2 separate regions of the Hordeum vulgare genome follow, and region 1 is linked to region 2. Evidence: chromatin contacts called from public Hi-C data. All regions are on one chromosome and are shown on one strand. Each heading gives the region's core, a stretch centred on a gene start, on an enhancer-like site or on the middle of the called end of the contact. The rest is flanking DNA. Distances are from core to core; before and after follow the strand shown. Region 1 has its middle 18 kb from the start of LOC123431249. Region 2 holds the start of LOC123428438 (probable carboxylesterase Os04g0669500).

Evidence for each region. A called contact is a pair of places that touch in the nucleus more often than the background predicts.
Region 1: a contact with region 2 is called in a Hi-C map of leaf, with 2.1 times the contacts expected there. The contact joins the enhancer-like site here to the promoter of LOC123428438 in region 2. A contact is called at or near these places in 2 of 6 Hi-C or Micro-C datasets (leaf and seedling).

The regions. Positions count from the first base shown.
Region 1 is chr2H:653,510,547-653,518,037 of MorexV3_pseudomolecules_assembly, forward strand. No RefSeq gene overlaps it. Among protein-coding and RNA genes, the nearest start is that of LOC123431249, 18 kb to the left of the region's middle. Within about 2 kb of position 5,540, at least 3 of the 3 cell types and tissues checked have open chromatin away from gene starts, as enhancers often do. A contact at or near this core is called in leaf and seedling, where this site is marked.
Region 2 is chr2H:653,383,365-653,390,430 of MorexV3_pseudomolecules_assembly, forward strand. LOC123428438 (probable carboxylesterase Os04g0669500) reads left to right here and starts at 5,422. Exons shown (of 6, transcript XM_045112650.1): 1 at 5,422-5,719; 2 at 5,844-5,896; 3 at 6,008-6,131; 4 at 6,214-6,335. The coding sequence starts at 5,437. It overlaps LOC123431247 (probable carboxylesterase Os04g0669600), which reads left to right and starts at 2,771. Exons shown (of 7, transcript XM_045115070.1): 1 at 2,771-3,137; 2 at 3,232-3,284; 3 at 3,967-4,090; 4 at 4,178-4,299; 5 at 4,454-4,561; 6 at 4,683-4,865; 7 at 4,922-5,065. The coding sequence starts at 2,951. The coding sequence ends at 4,829.

The DNA.
Region 1 (7,491 bases), core at 4,290-6,789, 130 kb after region 2:
ACCTAGTGTTTCTATGACCATTCGTTGGATAATACCTTGAATAACATCTTGGTCATCATATAAAATCCTTGAACCCAACAGATGGACTTCAAGAAGTGCCTATGGACAAATCCTATAAATATAACTTAAGGCAACCATTAGTCCATAGGAATTGTCATCAATTACCAAAACCACATATGGAGATATATGCTCTAACACCTGTGCCACGAGGGTCTTCACCGGCCGGCTTGTTCCATGATGCCCACAAGTCGTTTGACAGTTTGCCCGCAAGGTACCAATGGACTCCGACGAGGCGTTTTTTTCTATATAACGTTCTTTGTGTTTCGGATGATTGTTCATCCGATGATGAGGAGATCGTGGCAGCTGCGTTGCTCGTCCATGGGCACATACTTTTCCAACTCCGAAAGGAGTGCTTCAAGACCCCAAACCCGCTCTTTCAAGCATCACATATTTCAACATTGTTTTCGTATGGCTAGGCATGTGTTTAACCGTATTCGGGAGGGGGTGGTGGACTATGATAAGTATTTCGAGTGCAAGATGGATGCCCTTGGAAAGATTGGCTTCTCTTATTAGAAATGCACTGCTACCATCTGTATGCTTGCATACAGAGTTTTCGGTGACCTCATATATGAGTATGTCCAGATGGGTGAGTCCACCTCCATGAGTCCATGTATAGATTCCGCAAGGCTGTCATAACTGTGTTTGGGCCGGAGTACTTGAGAGAGCCAACTGTTGCTGATACAGGAAGGTTGTTGGCTATTAATGCGAGCAGGGGAATCCCGGGGATGGTTGGTAGCATAGGTTGTATGCACTGGAAGTGGAAAAATTGCCCTTCTGCTTGGTAGGGGCAGTATAAAAGCCATGCCCGAGCTTGCACTGTCATAGTTAAGGCTGTTGCTTCCCAAGATCTCTAGATTTGTCAATCTTTCTTCGGCATGGTAGGATCTCACAACGACATCAATGTGCTCCACCACTCTCCGGATTTTTCTAGGATGGCAGAAGGTAGTTGTCCGAAGGTCAATGTTGAGATCAATGGCCATCAATACAACAATGGATACTATATAGTTGACGGTATATACCTGAAGTAGACTCCTCTTGTCAAGACAATCCCCAACCTTGTAGGGAAGTAGAGAAAGTGATTTTCCCAAGAGCAAGAAAGTGCTAGAACGGATGTTGAGCGTGCCTCTGGTGTTCTGCAATCTTGATGGGGCATTGTTCGGTATCATGCAAGCACTTGGAGCACCCATAAGATTTGGGAGGTGATGACTTCTTGCGTAAGCACACACAACATGATCATAGAGGATGAGAGCCGACAACATCTCTTTGATCAAGGGTTTCAGTTTCAGGATGACAATGTTGTGCTTGAGCATGGAGGACCCACAACGTTTGCATAGTTCACCGAGATTTATCATTAGATGCGTGATTCAGGAACTCACATGCAGCTGCAAAATGATTTGGTTAAGCATATGTGGATTCATGTTGGCAACCAACAGATGTATCGACAACTTTTTTTCTTAGGTCTTTGAGACAATTTAATGTTAATTTGGCTTATAAACTGTGAGATATTTATGCGATTCTTGAACTATGCAATGTCTTGTATTTTTGTTGAACTCTATTAGTCTATGATAAAAAATGGCTGAAAGCCTATCATGTGGGCGAAAAATGGCTCGGTGCGCTGGGCGCATGGCCGACCCAAATGAAAAACGGGGCGGATAGGGCGACCCAAATGGACAAAACACGGATAAAAGCACATATGTTTAGGTCGCACGGTTGGAGTTGTTTTTAGGCCATCTCTAGCTGGTCACCCGAAAGTTAATGGCATAGAACTCTTAGTGGAGTATATATACTCCATTAATTTATATATACACCCGAAACTTAACATAACAAATTTTAATTTGATCAAGTTCAATGCAGTTTGAACCGAAAGTAGCATGCATTCAAACATAAACACAGATAGTTATGAACAACCAAACATAAAATACAAATTTAAACTAAATTGTGCTTAACTAAACTACTTTTGGTCGAATGTGAGGTCGAGCCAATCCTTCTTCGTCAGGTATTGTGTGTTGCGATTTGGGTCCAGGTTGGTGCCATCGTCTTCGTCATCAGGAAAATCACTCCTCCACTCGTGGACGTGGATCTCCTTGTCCTTGCCGCCACCTCGCCGCCCTCCATGTCGCCGTCCTTGCCGCCTTAAACCTCGTTGGAGGAGGAGATAACGATACCCTCGTCACCGGCATCGGCAAAGATAATCCGCTACGCCTCCATGAGCTCTCGGTGCTGCCGGCGGAGCTCTTGCATGTAGGCCTCGTCGACGGCCTCGGCCTCGAGGCGCTCCCTTGCCTCAAGGTCCTCCAGCGCTTATGCCGGGCTCACCACCCCCGGCTCTACCGGGACAAGGTGGAACAGAGCCGTGCTGAAGGAGAAGTTGAGATGGGTCGTCGCACCGTGGTAGCGAACCTGGGAGCGGTTGTACTCCATGGCGACGAGCTTGGCCGTATGAAAGCTCCTGAGCCACCGCCGGGTGTGGGTCTCCCGATCCGTGATTTCAACCACCCACGTCCCTCACAGCCGCTGCCGGACCATGAGGTAGGTCCTCGTCTTTGGCCGGGCCTGATGGAGGACGGGGAAGTCATCGAACCGACGTAGGGGTGCGGGGGCGGGTGGATCGTGCGAGCGGCAACGACGACTAGATGAAGCACCCACGGAGGATGACCCGCGCGCATGGCGGCATGGATCCACGTCGTAGATCGACGGAGGGGGCCAACGGCCACCGTGTTCGGCCATCGGAGAGGCGGGGAAGGGCGGGGGTGGGTGGGAGGCGCATGCGACGACACGAGAGGAGAAGAGGAGGCGATTTTACTGGACCGTGGAGAAAGGGAGTAAATATGCTCCGAACTATAGGGAAGGAGTAAATGTTTTACTCCACTAAGCCATTTTAGGGATTGGTTAGGTCAAACTTGGTGGAGTAAAAATCCAAATATACTCCACTAAGTTGATATAGAGTATGAGTTAGAAATGGCCTTAGGAGTAAACAACCGAGCATTGATGTTAACAACAGTGTACCGATCTCTTAAGAGTAAACCACCGAGTATGGCGAGTACTTTTGCACCTCCAAAAGATGTCGCTTCTAACCTATCCCCTAAACTTAACAAAGTAAACCTATATTATTTCATGGATTTCCTCGAACACTTGTTATACCCGATGGAAGAACTCTATGAGTGGAGTGAGGTCGAAGTCGCAGACCTTGAGGTTGTTGTTGGCGTCGAGGAAGATGTTTTGATGCTTGGTGTCGCGGTGGAAGACGACGCACGTGTGGCAGTAGATGAGCGCAGAGACAAGCATGAGAAATACCCCACGCACCGTTGTGGTCAAGACTTCGCCAGCGAGGGAGCATGTGTGGTATACCATGGCAAGCACATGTGCATCCATGCAGGTGGCGACAGGTCGGGGCTTGTTGAGCACCTTGATGGACACGTGCTCTCTGACAACGAAGGAGGGCGTGTGTTCCACTCCCGAGGGGCCAACCAATATCGTATTTGTTCCTCTTGGCGACAACAATGTGCGGCGACACCGATGCGAAAGAGGAGTGTGAGATGTAATCTCAATGTATATGCCCCCTTTCGTTTAGGGAATGTACAATGATGCTATCTTAGGAGTGACACGTAATATAAATGTTGAGGTCTAGGAGAGAGTTAATAAAAATGACATGTCTTCTCTTATTTATGAGATCATGTGTTAACATAATATGTGTTATCATATTTTTTGAAACCACTAGTTATTATCGATAATGCTAAAGAGATCCTTCAGATAAGAGTGCCTTATGAACCATTATATATATGTTCTTAGCTTGTCTTGTTTTTCTCTCACATAATAAGCACGACTGAATTTGTCCACCTGATACGTGCTACATTCACGTTATGATGTACTCCTTCCGTCTCAACATTCTTGTATTTGTTTTATGTAGATATGAATGTATGTAGTCATGTGTTAGTATTTAGATACATTCATTTATGAACAAATGTAAGATAAGAATTTTGAAACGGAGGGATTACGTAGTTTAAGTTCCTAATTTGCAGGCCTAGCAGACTGGCATGATCTAGGCTGGTGAGATTGGATTGTGACGAGGTTTTCACTTTCTATTATGCAACTGAATAAAAAGGAAAGAACATAAGAGATGCATTTTTCACGTGTCGCAAAAGCGCTCTCTCTATGGCTCCGTTTCTGCTCTCTGAACCCTAACGTCTTGTGTTATCGAGATAGAAAAAACAGTATAAGATAGAGTAGATCACAGCCAAGAATTGCTATTAGAGCTTTATCTAATGACCTTGGGCGTTTGGCGGGTGTGATTGGAGGAGTTTTAGCGGCAGCGATGGGGATACTGCTTCTAACAAGGACGACAACAAGAACAACAGAGGTAGCGAAAAGCACATGCCGCCGACAGCAAGGAAGTCGAGGACATGAGACGATGAATGCATCGTGGTGTTGGCTCCTGCTTCGAAAGCCAACAACGTTAGCGCTTTTTATGTTTCAAGTTTATTTTTATTTTTCAATCAAATGTTAGCATTTTTGTTTCAAAATTTGAGAGAATCAGCATTTTTGAACTTTTAATGCGAAATCCAAACATACTCACATTTCCATTAAATTGCATGAATTTTTTCAAAAAATGTTCATGTATTTTGATATTGTTAAGAATGTCAACACGGGAACACTTTCTGAAAAACATTGAATACAATTTTTAAACCAATATTTTATGAATTTCGAACTTTTTGCCAAAGATGAACAAATTTTGCGTTTTAAACATTGTTCAAAAAGACGGACAAAAATTCAAAACAAAATATATGATTTTCTGTGAACTTTTTCCCTTTTGCGAACAATAATTTTATAATGGGAACAATTTATGAATTCTGATCAAATGTTGGAAGTGCAAACATTACTGAAACTCTTTGAACATTTTTTAAAATTGTCGATAAATTTTTTAATTTTTAGATAAATTTCGTAAACAGGAACAAAATTTTAAATTGTAAATAAGATTTTTTATGGTTATCTTTTTTGGAATTCCTGAACAATTTTTTTACATTTGTGAACAAATTTTGTAGGCAGGAACAATTATTCAATTTAAAAAAAATCCAAATCTGTGGACATTTCTGTGAAATTCGAAAATAATTAGTTAATTTCGAAAAATATAAATTAATAAAATATACTCAGAAATGAACTTGAAAACGAAAATGAAAAATGATACAAAAATTTAAAAAGAAAAAAAAATAAAAGGAAGAAAGAAACAGAAACAGGGAGTACAAGGAATAAACTAAAACCAAAGAAATAAAAAAAGGAGGGAAACCCAATAAAGGAATAAACCAGTAAAAACTAGCTCAAAAAACTTCTAGAAGGCTTCAAAAACCGATATAAACACCGCTGAAACATTCTTGAAGTTTCCTAAAACTGAGACCTACTGGTTGTTAAAGTGGGCCAGCCCAGATTGGATCCATAGCTGCGTAACCTCGACTGGTATTCTGTTCGCTTCTGCGTTGCGTCTGAAGAACGGGAGCTCCTACCTGCCACTCATTGCGGCAGGGAGCGCCAGCGCCGCACAGGGAGCGCCCCCTATGGGCCGGCCTAGTTTTATTTATTTGTTCTTTTACGTTTTCTTCTCTGTTATTTTTACTTTTTAGGTTCGTTTTTTATTTTTATTTTCAATCTTATATTTCGAAAAGGAAAACAGTTTTCAAAAATATTGAATTTTTTCGAAAGCGGGAATAAATTTTTAAAGCATGAATATTTTCTAAATTATGAGAACAAAATTAAAAAAGAGGAACATCTTTGTAAAATATCTAAAAAATTGTTTCTCAAATTCCGGAATATTTTTTCAAAGTCTGGAACATTTTTCCAAATTCCGGAAAAAGTTTCAAAACATTTTCTAAAATTCCAGAATATTTTTCAAATTCCTGAACATTTTCACAAATTCGGAGCATTTCACAAAATGCGGAAAATATTATCAAATTGCAGAACATTTATAAAATCCCTAATTATTTTTCAAATTCTAGAACATTTTTCAAAATGCCAAAATATATTTCAAATTCCGAAAAATAAAATCAAATTCTGGAACATTTTTGAAATTTCGAAACATTTTTGAAATTCCAAGAGATTTTCCACATAAAAAAAGAAAAAAAAGAAACAGAAACAGAAAAACGAAAAAAAGAAGGAAACATAAACAATAAAACAAAGGAACAGAAAACAAAAACCGAAAAAAAATAATACTGGGAACTTTCGGCAAGCGAAACTGGCCTGGCCCAAGTGTTGTCCGGAGTGTGTGCGGAGTCCCGACTATTTGAGCGTCAAATAGGGTTTTTTCTGAAGACACCTATTTCGAATATCCTTTTTACCGTTCAATGCGGCGAGTTGTCGAGCAAACGGACAGCGGAAGAAGGCGATTTTTTTTAATAAGCAGGCCTGTTAACACCGTTCTTTCCAGCTGATCTTTTACTGTATTAAGAAATTCCAAAAGGTTTCCTTGTCCGGGTTCTTTTTCCATTTTTTTTCTTTTTTTTTCTTTTCGATTTCAGTTTCTAAAATTGTGCTGAATTTTCAAATAATGTTATGAAAATATCTAAAAAACTTCTTCACATTTTAAAAATGTTTTTTTTAATATTCATAATTTTAAATAGTTCCTGTTTTTCAAAATCATTCACAACTTCAAAATTTGTTTGAAATTTTCGAAAAACGTTCGCACTGCGAAATTTTTTCAGCATTTTGCAAAATTGTTTTCGATTTCAAAATTTATTTGTAAGATTCAAAAAATGTTCGTGCTTTTTCAAATTTGTCTGGAGTTTTTAGTTTTTTTTCGGTTTCAATATTATTCTCAAAATTCTAAATATGTTCGTGCGTTAAAAAATTATCCATGCTTCCAAATTTGTTCAAATTTTTTCAACATTGTTCTCGGTTTCAAAATTTGTTCTTAAGATTCAAAAAATGTTTGTGCTTGATTTCTTTCACGATTCCAAATTTGTTCTGGGTTTTTCAAAATGGTTCTCCATTTCAAAATTTTGTTCTCAAGAATCAAAAAACATTCGTGCTTGTAGAAAAATTGTTCGTGTTTCGATATTTGTATAGGATTTTTCAAAATTATTCTCAGTTCCAAAATTTATTCTCCAGATTCAAAAAATGTTCGTTCTTTAAAAAATTGTTTGTGCTTCCATAGTTGTTCGGGGCTTTTCAAAATTGTTCTCCGTTTCAAATTTAGTTCTCAAGATTTAAAAATTGCTCGTGCTCAAAAAAGTTATTTGTGCTTCCAAATTTGTTCAGGAATTTTCAAAATTGTTCTCGGTTTCAAAATTTGTTCTCAAGATTCAAAGAATGTGTGTGTTTTAAAAAGTTGTTCGCGATTACAATTTTTTTCAGGATTTTTCAAAACTATTCTTGGTTTAAAAAAATTCTGAAGATTGAAAAAATGTTCGTGTTTTAAAAAACTTATTTGTACTTTCTAACTTTTTT
Region 2 (7,066 bases), core at 4,172-6,671:
CGTATTCTTCGATGTGATCTCGTCCATGCGAATGCCCCCTACGCCGCACGAGCAACTATGCATCCACCTGGCTCTTGATCTCCGGGAAGTTGAGGTCCATCCTCGGCCTCCTGGCACACCACACCGCCATGTAGTAGGCATGTGTGGTCTTGTGGACGGTGGGGTAGGTGTCGAGCCTAAAGCGATTTCCGGCGTCGCTGAACTCCACCCGAAGTTGCCGGAGGGCTTGGCCCTCATGCCGAAGAACCTTATCTTGCTCTTCGAGGTTTTCCTCGGCGTTGGGCGGGGACGGGACGGGGCGTCCAACGACGGGGCGTTGCGGGCGGCGAAGGTTACGGCAACGAGGTAGTGCGGGGAAGGTTGAGGTGACGATGGAGGTTGCGGCGACGGGGCGGTGCGGGGAAGGTTGAGGCGACGGCGAAGGCTGCGGCCACGGGGCAATGTGGGGAGGTTGAGGCGACGACAGAGGCTACGGTGACGGGGCGTTGCGGTGTGGCAACGAGGCGGTACGGGGAGGTTGAGACGACGACGGAGGCGGTTGCGTAGTCGATTCGACCGGCATGCAGCAGCCTAATTGTGAGGCGGCGACGGGTGGAAAATTGCCCTATTCGCGGCGGGGGACGGCAGGCAATGAGCGAATCACAGCAAGATCGACGGTGGGGAGGGGGAGGAGATGGCGGATCTATAGCGAGGCAGCGGTGGTGCGGCAGGTGGCGGCTGAATCGCAGGCGGCGGCAGGACAAAAGGAGGAAGAAGAAAGGGTGGGGGAAAACGAAATGAATGACAGGTTGGCGGTTGACGCGCGGCCGCGATTTCTACATGTCATGTAGGTGGAGATGCAAATTTGTACCGCGAGGTATTGTATTTTACATTTTCAAAAAACAAAGATATTTTTTTTTCATCTACATCATCTGTTGGAGAGTGGATTTGGGGCCTCAAAGATGCAAACGTTATGATACATCTTCTATTAGAGATGCTCTTAGCTTAGGGGATATTTTGTAACTACTCCCTTCGTTCCTAAATATAAGTCTTTTAAGATACTCCACTAAAAAACTACATAGAGATGTATATAGACATATTTTTGAGTTTAGATTCACTCATTTTGTTCTGTATATGGTTTTTAATAAAATCACTAAAAAGATTTATATTTAAGAACAAGAGTATGCTAGTAGCAAATAAAAATCGATGTGAACATAGCCGCCTAAATTTGCAAGCACCAACTCCCATGGATCCCAGCCGAACGCCATTGTTGACATTACTAGACAATGGTTAAAGATACAGAAGGTAGTGATCGACATTAGAATATATTGCGTGGTAAAGCAAAGCGCACCCATGCATCCTCAGCCTTCACAACACATATTCTTTAAGAGCATCTCCAATAGTTTGGACCAATGTTGTTTCAGCAGACGCCCAAAAACGAGCGCCCGAAAAGCACGCAGTGCAAATTGTGAAGCGCGCGCAAGCAGGCGCCCCAAATATGTAACGCGTGATAGCGTTTTTCAGCGCGTGCCCAAAACTTTTCAGCGCGCGCACAATTTTACAGCCTTTGTTGTAGCTGTCCGACGCCCAAAAAACGAATGGTTTATTGCGCGGAACACTTTTTGGGATGCTGTTGGAGATGCTCTAACACATGCCTTTGGGAGGATGATTTTCCCCTTACCCGCACCATTCACCAACACAAACCTTTGTGTCACCGACTGATTGAGAACTCCAACTATTCCGATGACACCCTCCCGCTCCCCCCCCCCCCCCAGCCCCTCCGTGGTGGTGGCAGAGTGTGCACTCGTCTTTTGGGTCCAAGTCTAAAGTGGAATTTTGGACACTCTATCGGTATCAAAGGCGTTATATCGAGTTGGTGGCAATTAAAATTTTATTAGGGCGTCTATGACTTCATGCGTTTCATCATGCATTTCTCACTCGGTAAAACTAACACCACACACTCATAACATTTCACATCATTTTAGTGTAGCTTGTTTTCACAATCCTTGAATGACAACCAAAAGAATATACCTGAAGTACTCGCCCGGGTCTTCACTATATATGCACCTTCAGAACTTGTTTGGAAAGAAAGCTGCATGTGTAGGTTGAGTATGATAATCCTGGAGCTATAGACTTACATTTCTTCTCACCATCTAATATATGTGCTAGCTATGGGACATAGGAGGAAAACAAAGAAATTGGAAGGTGTCTCATTCTATTTCCTTAGTTGAACATGTGCGAAGCCGCCTTTGTTGCACACTCTTTACTCACGAAGCCATTTCAAGCGATTGTGATAGTGTCGCTAAGCAAACTGATAATATGGTCTTATGAAGGGAAACACCATTCTCAATGACAAGAATATGAGATGTACCATAGCAATCAGGGTCTCCATGTGATCTCTAATAGCAGAACAGGGGTCAGAGCAATCGTGATCACCGGGGCAGGGTCGTTTCTCTAAATTAAGCATTACAACCTATGGTGAGAGCATCTTTTGACCGGGCACTCAAATTATAGCGAGTTAATCATTTCTTCAACGAAGGTGTGGTTTCCCTGCTTGTAATAGGATGGTCGTATGAATGGAAATGTGATACTCGTATACATTCATTTGTTAGCAGCTGTCGTGATTTTTAAGACGAAATTTACACATTTTTTGTGTGACTGGTGGAAATTTACACATTTTTTGTGACGAATAAAGAAGCAATGCAATCCCATCCGCGATGGCCGGCGCCGTTCGCCGTCGCTCCGTCCCGTCGGCGGCCGATGGTTGCAGAGCCAAAACACAACGGCATGGGGTATGGTGAGGGCATATTCGATCCAACCGCCCACGCCCCGCACGCTGCCGCCACCGTCGTCACGCCTCCCACGCCCGCACTATTTCCCCTGCCCGCACCTGCCTTCGTCGGCACAAAACCGCCGCCACTTTGCACTGCCGGCCACGCCGCCGATCGACCGATGACTCCGCGCTGTCCGGATGGCGGCGCATCCTCCCCCTGCTCCTGCCGCTGCTGCGGCGGCAGCAGCGACGGCCGGCGGGCTGCTGCTGTGGCTGCACGGCTCCGCCGAGACGGGCGAGCAGAGCCTCGGCCAGATCGCGCCCTACTTCTCGGCCGCCCCCGCCATCCGCCTCTCCTTCCCCACCGCCCCCGTCGCCTGCTATGGTACGCTCGCTGCTCCTGATTCGATGGGCAAACACACAAACACACCTGCGATTTTATTCAGTTGCTGGATCGATTTGCGGTGCTGCTGCTGCAGGTGAGGTGGTGCTCAATGCGTGGTTCGGCATCCCGGAGGTCCCCATAACCGCTGTAATTCCCTGCTCAGTTTACCCCCACAAATAGCCGCTTACTCTTTGAGTGATTCAGAAACAACCGCTGCAGTTTCCTGCTCATGTTTACTGCTTACTGTCGAGCCATTTGCCTATTCTCATTCTCTCTTCAGTCTTCAGTGTATTATATTTGTTGCTACAAAATTGGCTAGTCTTATTTGCCGATGCTGCAGAGTATGCACGCATCAGAAATCAAGCTTGCTTCACGCTTTGTTTCTCACACTGCTCCCCCTCCCCCTCCCCCTCCGGTAAATAATCTGTATATCGGAACTGCTAGAGCTATTTTCTGTCAGTTTACAAAGTAGATATTGTTGAAGAACATAATGAGTAAGACTCTAAGTCTAAGCTTTGGTGTCTTTTGCACTGTTACTTCTGAACAACACGAAATCAGATTCTCATCAGTTTGAAGATTCAAAACATGAAGTTTTTTAGCACTTCGCATCATAAGTTCATAACAGGTAACAGACCGCTTGCGCAAAACTAACCATTTTAGAATCCTCATGGACATTCAAAGAGATCAGTGTACAAGTTACAAAAGCAAGGCACTAGAACTCAAAATTGGACTAACCTAAAGTCTCTAAACATTTACAGGCCAATACCTCTTTTGCTGTTATAGCATTATTACTATGTACTTTGCTGATTGTGCCAACTTTGTTTCTTAGACCACTGTTAGAGATGAGCGAGGAGTCCTAGAAGCTGTTGAGCACGTTCACGAAATGTTAGACAAAGAAGTGGCTGCCGGGACGAGTCCTACAAACATTTTCATCTGTGGATTAAGCCAAGGAGGTATGGCGGTGAAATATGCATCTAATCTTCCCTGTCTTCAACACATTACTTACCGACATAATTATGATTTCCACTCCGTCTCCACAGGTGCTCTAGCCATAGCAAGTGTTCTGCTCTACCCCAAGACTTTAGGTGGGTGTGCTGTCTTCAGTGGTTCAGTTCCCCTGAGCAAATCATTTGCTGACAGGGTGACACCTGAAGCCAGAAAGGTAACAACAGCCCAACAACATCCTTAGACTAAATATAGTTCGTAGACGCCGGTTTTTTCATGGTTCCATGGGATGTCACATAGGGTGGATTGCTGTTCTAATGTTCTAGTATTTCTTGCAAATGTGTTGTTTCTGAATTCTTGAAAACCTGCAGACGCCGGTTTTATGGTTCCATGGGATGGCAGACGGGGTGGTGCTGTTCGAAGCCGGGCACGCCGGGTGCGCATTTCTCCAGGAGCTTGGCATGGCCTGCGAATTCAAGGTGGTACATAAACATACTCGAAGTCACGACAGATTGATTTCAAGATTGGAGATTTGATTTTTGACCTTTGTTTGACCATACTGTCCTTCCTTGCGTTTTGCCATAACATGTAAGTTATCAGACTTATCCAACTCTTGGGCACTTGCTGGTGGATGAAGAGCTCCAGTATTTTCGACGATGGATATCCGATCATCTAGGGATCTCCCAAGGAACTGAAGCTGCAAGACCGTCGTCATCGTCGTCGTCGAACCACGAAGATCTACACTAGCTAGAGTACTTCACATTTTTATGGAGTAGAGTACTACTCCGTCCGTCTCATCATTCTTGTCGAACAACGACAAGAGTTATGGGGCGGAGGGAGTACTACATATGTGACCTGAATCTCAGTTTATCTTGGCACGTGGATGCTTTGGAACATGATCCAATTAAAGTTATTTTTTTATAACATGCAACCAAAGGATTATGATACTATTATTACAGTTGACCAGTTTTCTGCCATCTCAATTCGTGTGCTTCGATTAACTGGCACGTGAATCTGACATGGCTAGTGGCTCATCGATGATGGTTCTCTGATTCGTGTTATCTTTGTGATTGTATATTTAACCCTAATTCTTCAGTTAAAATTGTAGTGCTATCTTAATGTAATACTCTCTCCATTCGAAATTATTTATCGCACAAATAGATAAAAATAGATATATATAAAACTAAAATACATCTAGATACATTTGTTCTAATGACAAGTATTTCTGGACGGAGTGAGTAGTTGGCAAAAAACCGGGTAATTTTTTTCTTTTTTTTAGGGTAAATTTTTTGCTTCTGATTGGCAGTGAAGGCGCACAGGCTGAGGAGCTGCTTCGGCCCGGCCCATATGACCCATGAGTAAACGCGTCCGCTTCCTCTTCTCCATCGCCGCAGCCATCGCCGCGGCATCCCTCCTCGCCGCCTCGCTCCGCCGCCGCGCGCAGCCGCCCCGGCTCCCCGACCAGCTCCTCCCCGGCCCCATGGCGGCCCGCAACCGGAGCTTCGTGCTGTGGCTGCACGGCCTCGGCGACTCCGGCCCCGCCAACGAGCCCATCCGCACCTTCTTCGCCGCGCCGGAGTTCCGCCACACCAAGTGGGCGTTCCCCTCCGCCCCCAACTCCCCCGTCTCCTGCAACAGTGCGCCACCTCCATCCACCCCCTCCTCGTCTCTCCCACCTTCACAGCATCATCAGTTTTTTTTTTGCACCGATTCATCAAATTAGCATCACCTGATTCTCAAGAACACTTATTGTTTTCGCAGACGGCGCCGTGATGCCGTCATGGTTCGATATCCACGAGCTGCCCTTGAGCCCTGTGAGTTTACTCATTCACTCAATCCCTCCCGCTCGTGTATCCGGGGATGAGAGACAATTATAACTGTAATAACATTAGAAACTGATCTTTGCTGAAATCTGTAAACACTAGGGTTCGCCGCAAGATGAGAGCGGTGTTATTAAGGCCGTGGAGAATGTGCACGCCATGATCGACAGGGAGGTGGCCGCTGGCATCCATCCTGACAACATATTTGTGTGTGGGTTCAGTCAGGGAGGTAGGATTGTCGCATGGGCGTTGGATATATTCTGAAGACAGCAAATTTTCGTTCCGTAAATTGATAAGTATTGGATTTGCAGGTGCTCTGACATTAGCAAGTGTTTTGCTTTATCCAAAGACGCTAGGTGGCGGTGCCGTGTTCAGTGGCTGGGTCCCTTTCGGTTCGTCGGTCATTGAGAGGATTTCACCCGAAGCAAGGAAGGTATGTGACACAGTCATCCCTTGATGCCTTCTCCTTAGTTTAGCAATTAGCACACAATAACAAGATGTGGGGAAGCCTAATTTTATTGGTTGGTATGAAATTGAACGCTTGTCAACAAGAGATGTGGTTGGTGATGTTTATGTACAGCCTTGTCATTGCCTTTTGACTAGAATTATATTTCTTATGTCTTGATGCCTTCTCCTTAGTTTAGCCTACAATGACAAGATATAAGGAAGCTTCAGTTTGTTGCTTGGTATAAAATCGAGCGCTAGTCAACAAGAGATGTGGTTGGTGATGTTTATGTACAGCCTTGTCATTGCCTTTTGAATAGAACTATTTTCTATCACATGCCCGAACACTGCTGGAACTCTGCCTACACTAGTATGGCCATACCCAGGATCCATCATCTAAAGGTTTTGTCAATTTTAGTTGGCCTGGAACAAAACCATGTACTTATTGCAATAATTCCTGATCACCATGAGCATACTGGACAACTGAATTATGGAGGTATGGTTTTAGCACCTACTATTGGATTGAACTAGTCTCTATGAAATCGGCAGAAAGACAAAAATGTACTGACCTGAATGTTGCCAATGAAATTTACTCTATTCCATACTGAAATCGGCAGAAAGACAAAAACATAAGCATTGAACTCCAACTATTTCATAGTAGGTACTTGAAACTAGAAACTTAATATCCATCGCTGTTGCTTGAATTAGAAATATTTGCAA